Linked DNA regions of Rattus norvegicus: region 2 is linked to region 1. Evidence: chromatin contacts called from public Hi-C data. All regions are on one chromosome and are shown on one strand. Each heading gives the region's core, a stretch centred on a gene start, on an enhancer-like site or on the middle of the called end of the contact. The rest is flanking DNA. Distances are from core to core; before and after follow the strand shown. Region 1 overlaps Aff3 (ALF transcription elongation factor 3). Region 2 has its middle 70 kb from the start of Lonrf2.

Evidence for each region. Hi-C and Micro-C count contacts between places; a contact is called where the count stands out from the background.
Region 2: a Hi-C map of the A7r5 cell line shows a contact between it and region 1, with 4 times the contacts expected there. The contact joins two enhancer-like sites. A contact is called at or near these places in 2 of 12 Hi-C or Micro-C datasets (the A7r5 cell line and the Rat2 cell line).

The regions. Positions count from the first base shown.
Region 1 is chr9:48,265,853-48,269,357 of GRCr8, reverse strand. All of the region lies in intron 2 of Aff3 (ALF transcription elongation factor 3), which reads left to right. Among named protein-coding and RNA genes, the nearest start is that of Aff3, 85 kb to the left of the region's middle. Within about 2 kb of position 1,592, at least 2 of the 93 cell types and tissues checked have an H3K27ac peak or open chromatin away from gene starts, as enhancers often do. A contact at or near this core is called in the A7r5 cell line, where this site is marked.
Region 2 is chr9:48,494,691-48,498,195 of GRCr8, reverse strand. No RefSeq gene overlaps it. Among named protein-coding and RNA genes, the nearest start is that of Lonrf2, 70 kb to the left of the region's middle. Within about 2 kb of position 1,990, at least 6 of the 93 cell types and tissues checked have an H3K27ac peak or open chromatin away from gene starts, as enhancers often do. A contact at or near this core is called in the A7r5 cell line, where this site is marked.

The DNA of each region.
Region 1 (3,505 bases), core at 343-2,842:
GACCATGATGGAAATTAGATTTTTGAAAAGCTAAACTAATAGTAACACCTACCACCCGGTCTTTGTCTACCTGGCATTGTAAGGACATTCAACAGACAGATGGGAGGCTGGCTGTTTAGGTGGTCGTTTGTTTTCCCTCAACAGAAGGAAGCCTGCAGAATCCCAAACATTGTTACTTAGTTTCATGGCCAAACATTGTTACTTAGTTTCATGTCGTCACCTTGTAGTTAAGAATGGATTCTATCTGGAAATTATCTTGTTTGGTTGTTTCCTCTTACTCACATTCCATAACTGGCTTTGGCGTGAGCCCTGCAAGAAACCTGACTTCAAGTAAATGAAGCACAATCAGAAATATCTTTTTCTTTTTTCTATCTTTTTTCATTTGCTTTTTTTAAAAAAAAACAAAAAAACCTCCTAATAATATTCTTTTTAAAAAGGAGTTGATTTAAAAGATTCCATTTTCTGAAGCTGTTCTGCATTTGTCATAAATAATAAATAACATTATGGTGGTTGACTGCCACACTTCTGTGCAAAAATAAATAAATGCATTTGGTGATATACATTTGAGGGATGTGATTCTTGTAATTTCTGTGGATATAAGGGAAAACTTTAACAGTTGATAGAGATTCTGCCATCTGTTAGCAAGGCAGAAACAGCGAGTGTGGCAGTCGCTGAGTTTAACAGGTACACCAGCCTGCCAGGAATGTGGATCATTGAGGACCAGTCCCGCAGCCTCAGGAAGCTGACCCCACTTGCCACCTTCAGGGGAAAGGTTTCTTTGCTACTAAAGCCAATGGCATAGCCTTCACATTGCTCCAGGGGCAAGGGAGTGAGAGGTCAGGGGCTGCTCTCTCAGGGGAAGAGAAAAAGAAAGGCCTATGCCAGCTCGTGCACTTGCGTGGATGCTTTCTGTAATTAGTGCAGAGGTGGACTAGCCAAGCAGCTACTGTCTGTACAAGCAACAGCACTGCGCATTGGTTAGGGTAGCAATGCACAGGCATTGGGAAAAGTGGGAGGTCCTGCCTTTCTCTTAGAATGGTGTTTGCTGTGAGCAGGTAATATTTCAGCTCCTCAGGCCTGACATAAGACCTGGGGGTGTTGGGTCTAGTTAACGAGGAGTGGGTGGGTTGCCTCTGCTCAATGGAGACTGTAGAACTGAGGAAGCAGAGACCAAAGAGAAGACATGGAGGAAGCTGGGCCTTTCTTTTGTCTTTCCTTTAATCTCCTTTGGTTACAAATGAGGTCCTACACACCGGGTCATCTGTTGGCATGGACGCACTGCACAGGCTTTGTGGTGGCCCCGAGAAAGGATTGGCAGTGCAGCTCTTCTGTTGGGTGTCTTGTCTCTAAGGGTGTTTGGCCCCTTCTGTCTGAAATCATACATAGTCTGGTCATACAGGCAGAACCACACAGCAAATTTTTATTCGGCCATAGACTGCATCTTGGACTGGTTTTGTTTTTGTCTCTTCCGACCCAAAGAGGTTGGGGATGAGGGGTTTATTTAAACAGGAATAGTATGCCCTCAACCCCAGCTTTCCTAAAGTATGACCTGACTCATTCCAAAGTCCTGGGAGCACACTGTGTCTGACCCACCAAGCTGACTGTGGAATCCATCCCCTTAAATATCTAAACCACGTTGCAAAGTAAGCTGTATTTTCCCTCTGTCCTGCATTTGGGAGGGTCACACCTCCCATTTAGATCCCAGTATCTTTGTACACTGGTGTCCTGCATCTTCCCTTAGGCCTTTGAGGGAAACACCTTATACATGCAAAGATACCAAATGCAGGCTTGCCAGGTTTAAAGCGTCTCTCTTCCTGTGGTGTTTGTATTTCTTACAGGGGTGAAGACATCCTAAGCCAGAGGAATGATTCTCTAGTTCTGGAATTTCAGGCATCAGCCAGCAGATGCAGGAGGTATAATTTTGGGTGTGGGGGCCTCCTCAGAGGCCTGCCTTGTTCATCTTGCATAAGGCCATTCCATGCATCACCCCAGTCTTGTGTGTTTGACTTGGCCTAGCTGAGGCTGGCCTGTATGGCATGTGTGTGGAGATCTCTGTTTGAAGGTTGGCATCCTGGGTGCCAGAGAAGGGAAGTTCAGATGCTTGGGATGCAAAGGTCCTTTTCCCCCAATTCAAGTGCCAGCCAATGTAAGTCTAAAAATTAGAAGTTGATGATAAACTAGGGTTGTCCTGTTGTTCAAAGCCCACTTCTTGCCTCTATACCATAAATCATGTGTCTTCCATCCTGTCAATATGTGAAACCCGTGTAGCATTTACAGAAGCCGGGGACTTGGGTCAAGCAACCACCAGCACCATGGGACAATTACAGTCGCCCCTTCTGGGCTTAAGTGAGTGTGTTGGGGTCCACATTGTGCTGCTCAGTGTCCCCTCAGCCACGCTCAGAAATAGACTGTGACTGACATTGGAGGGGTGAGCCTCTCTGTCGGTAGATTTTTTTTTTTTTTAATGTAAGGACACCGGTTAGGCTCCCAAACCTAATAACTTTGGGTAATGTACTAAGGATGAATTAAAATGCTAATGGCCTCCTTGCTCTGGATATTTTAGCATTCCCTAATTTTAAATTTAAATTAAATGCCTCAGGGGCACAGGCAGCTTTGCCAGAAGCATGTGTAGGATCACCCCACAGACAGTGACTTTAAAATATGCCCTGGCTGCGTGGGCTGAACCGGGATGAGGAATAACCTTTTAATCACTGTATCCCCATGTCCTGTATGCCCCCTGCGTGTACACAGCACAGGTACTAAAAATAGGCATTTAGCTTTCAAAATGTTGTTTTCCTAAAGTTCTTTCAAGCACAGACCCTTTTCCTTATATCTGTTTTAATAGCACTATCCCGGGATTTCCAGGGTCCTAGCTCTCTTCTGAATTACCTACAGCCACCTTTATTTTGACCTTACTGCAGTGCTCAGAGGCATGCCCTGCCTCCTATGGAGACACCCAGGGGTAAAGAGCTTGAGAAGCTTTTCTGTCTCCTGTGTTTGGGGAGACCTTAAATTAATCGTAGGCCTCTCGGTTCCTACTCTCCTCCCCAGACCGAGCAGATATGTCGCCGTCATTCTCTGCTTCTGCTAAGGACTAAGGACAGTTCCAAATTTTTCAGGATGCCTGTTTGCTGATAGATAGCGCGTATGTCCACTCTAGGCCGGTGAGCCCAGAAGGGCAGTGTGTCTACTTTTGCTGGTCAGAGAGTCACTTTCTCATCACTAGTTGAGTTGGCCCCTTCATTTCTCCTTATGAGGGGAAGGACGGGGGAATGACACGACGTCCTTCCCCTTTGCCTCCTGCGCCCCTCCCCCCAGCACACGTTTTATGGTCAGGAGGAGCAATGGTGTCAAATATATCAGAAGGGAGAATTGATTCAGTCCTCTTTGACGATGCAACTGATTAACAGAGATCAGGAGGAGGCTCATAACAGCGGAAACCCACTGCAGCATGGAGGTTTAACAGCCCTTTAGGGAGCTAGTTAATGACAGAATCACTACAGAG
Region 2 (3,505 bases), core at 741-3,240, 230 kb before region 1:
AGGTCAGCCCCAACCTCAGAATCAGAGCCAGGTTTCAGGGATGATCAGAGGTGGGCAACCTGTAGGGGGAGCCACATTCCAAGCAGAGAAAGGTAGTTTCCAGAGCGTTGGAAGGAGCTAAGCTTTCTCCATATTCCGGTCAACAAATTTCTGAAGCTCAACTTTGGTTCTAGAAAGGACATCTCTGTGCACATTCTCTAGGATAGGAAAATCTAGAAGAGAGAAAACCAAGGGATGATGGGCTTTCTTCTCCCCATGCAGTTAAAGATGATCCAGTGCTTGGTAATGTGGGTAACTAAATATTACTGTTAGAATGTCTCTGAATTGCCTCCCGAGTGGGTCCAACTTTCCGACATGATAACAGGATGTTATTTACCATGTAATACAGTTGCCAAAAACCAAAACACATCAGATACACACACACACACACACACACACACACACACACACACACAAACACATCAGATATATAAGATGCCATATATACACACATATATATACATATCTCTTAACATAGTCTTATATGTAATATATTCATATATGGCATATATGTGTATAAAATATATGCTATTTTTATGTAGTTGCATTTAAGTTACCTAGATGATAAACTGCCTTCATCCTAGGACAGCCGTGAAGATTCATCCACTGTTTTCATGGAAATATGTATGAATGGAGAACCTAGAGGTTTGTCACCCATGAATGTCTAGTTTGGATGACCATTGAAGCAGAATGAATCCATGGTCAGGCTGTCAGATTGCTGCTCCAATGAGACACCTTCCTCCTAGTTGCCTACGGCATACGGGAGCAGCATTCTGAGCCCATGGCAGGGCAAAGGTTGATGAGGATGTGAGTTACTCAGCAACGAGGTGTCCTATAGAACAGGGGTGAGGGAGAGGGATAAAGGGCAGACGGGAATGCTGGCTTCATCACCCAGGTGGTCTGAAGTTGGGGCTCTGTTCAGAGCCCAAGTTCTACCCCTTGGACTCTTGGTAGAATTTTCTGGAATGAGACTTTGGAACCGTTCACCTGAGAATAAAAGAAGGCTCCCTGAGTCCCCTGCTAGTCTCGGGGTGTGACCGTCATGCATATACATAAAGTTGAAAAACCTGTGAGACCGTCCCCAGGAGCTGCCCATACTTCAGCATCAAGACAGAAAGAAGGCCTGAGGGGGCCGTGCTGTGGCTAACAGAATCGGTTCACACTCACACAATGCTTTCGAAGACCAGGCTTCTGTGGAAGTTCCTGGCTTGTAACTTAGGGGGTTCACAGAGAAGTCCTAAACCTGTGGGCCTCAGCAGAGATCTGGGTAGTCCTCAGGTCATAATTTGCCACATATGGACAGAACGCCGGGAATACTTTGCAACTTGCAACATTTTTGACCAGCTGGCAAATAACTTGACCCCTCCTGTTCTCGGTGAGTTATCCGGGAGCAGCAGCCAAGCAGGTTTTGTTATGGAGGTCAGCAGAAAAATAATTAAGTGGAGTACAGCAGTATATTCGAAGTGTGTCTCCATCCCATGCTGTGGGTTGGTTTCAGTTCAGAAGAAGCTGAATGAGAGAGGGAAAAGCCTTATTTAGCAACTCCCCAGAGCTTCGGAAACCGAGGGCACCAAAGCGATGCTGCTTTTCCCTCCGTGGCAAAAGACAGGCACAGGTTTTGCTCTCACATCACCAACACGAAATTCGCATAAAAAAATTCCTGAGGTTTGTTGGTGTTTGGCTTCTAAATGGAAAGGCAAGGGCTGGAAATGAGTCGCAAGAAAGCAAAAAAGGAGAATGCAAAGAGGATGCAGACGGGGACGTGTGAGGAAGAGGGTCCGTGACACCCTTAACTAGGTCTACAGAACGAGTTCCAGTACATGAAAACAAGGCGAGGTAAGGAGGGAGATGATGAGAGAAAGTGGCCCAGACCCTTGGAAAAAGAGAGCCTCGGAGCGGAGGTAGCGAGTTCTCATTCCCCGCCAGTAGAGGGCACTGTCGAGCAGTGTTTTAGCTGCTATTTGCCAAGGGGACCTTCAGGGAGCAGGGCTGGGGCAGGAGCGGTGATTGCTCAAGTGGCTGGAAGGCGTGTTTCTTAGGGTGCCATTCAGAGCATATGAATACCAGGGGCGGATTTGCATTTTTAAAAACGTTATGATAATATATTAATATCTCACAGCAACTGAGAAAAGCTGTGGGCCTTCCATCGAGTCCCCGGTTCTCTCCACAAACTCTTCTGACAGGTAGCGATTTATATAAAATGCTCTGAGGAGGCTGTAAGAGACTGTGATACATATTTCATAATATTTTCTAGCACAGCACTTGATCTCACGGGCAGATTCATGAAAATGCAGTATTTATTATACAATATCCATGTTTTATTAAACCTGGTTACATAGCTAGGGAGACATTTGTGGCAGAAGCCTCAAGGCTATGCTGGGGCTTGCCCCCCCCCACTCCCAGGAGCCCAAGAAAGAACCCAGATGTTGAGTGATATCCTGGGCCCTGGGTTCTGTCTATAACCCCCCTCCCATAGACCTGAGGAAGCCCTAGCTTCTCCTGATGAAAGGAACGGGCTCACAGATCTCCCACTGGCCACAGAACTGAGCGGAGTATTAATAACACGTTCAAAGACAGAGGCCCTCTATCTTATCAGAAGTAGAAGGGAGTCTAGCTTGTTATCCAGTCTGTTGCCCTCAACTTTATCTTTGGAACCACATGGCAGAATGCATCCTCAGTCTCCTCGGCACTACAAGGCTCCCAGCCAACCTGCCCTCCTGGAAACCTTAGAAATCTGAGGAGGGTTTGCTTCACACAGGGCGCTCTGGGCCGGGAATCAATCGGTCTGGCTCCCCTCTGATCTCCCAGGGTTGTGCGCCCTGGGTCCCAGCAGCTGGAACTCCCGCACAACCGTTCTTTTCTTTTCCTGGACAAGATTTATACAGCTCGGTTTAGTCTTACACAGACAGACATTCCGGGGAAGGGGGGGCACCCTGAATGTTCTCCCATAGACCAGAGCCCTTCTGCTCCCTGCAAGCCAGCTTAAAGATGGAGGTTAGATAAAGCTAGGTTGATACTCAAGAAAATGGGATTTTTGTATGAGACAGGGACTTGCTTTAAAAGACTTGATGGTTGTGTTGACCCTTGAGAGCCAGGAAGGAGAACCGTAGATGTAGCATGTGTATGTGCTTGCTCGCCTTGAGGCTCTAAGAGTGGAAGGCTTTGGCCTTTGTTGTCTCAACGCTAATCCTAACTAGCTGTGTGTGCTCAGATAGGTTGCTTAACCTCCCTGGGTCTTGGGTTTTCTTAAGTATAAAATGAGGGTATTCACCACCTCGGAGAGTTATGGTGAAATAATGAACACTAAGCAGACTCTGGCACAGAGAATGTCAGCCACTATTGTGAGACTCTTAGCTCTCTTCAGCCACAGAGCCGGCGACCTTGCTGCCGCTTGCCCAGCTGTCCCAATGAGTGGGTGGACAGCATCACTGTGTAAGGGGCCCTCTCCCAGGAGACAAGCGGAAGG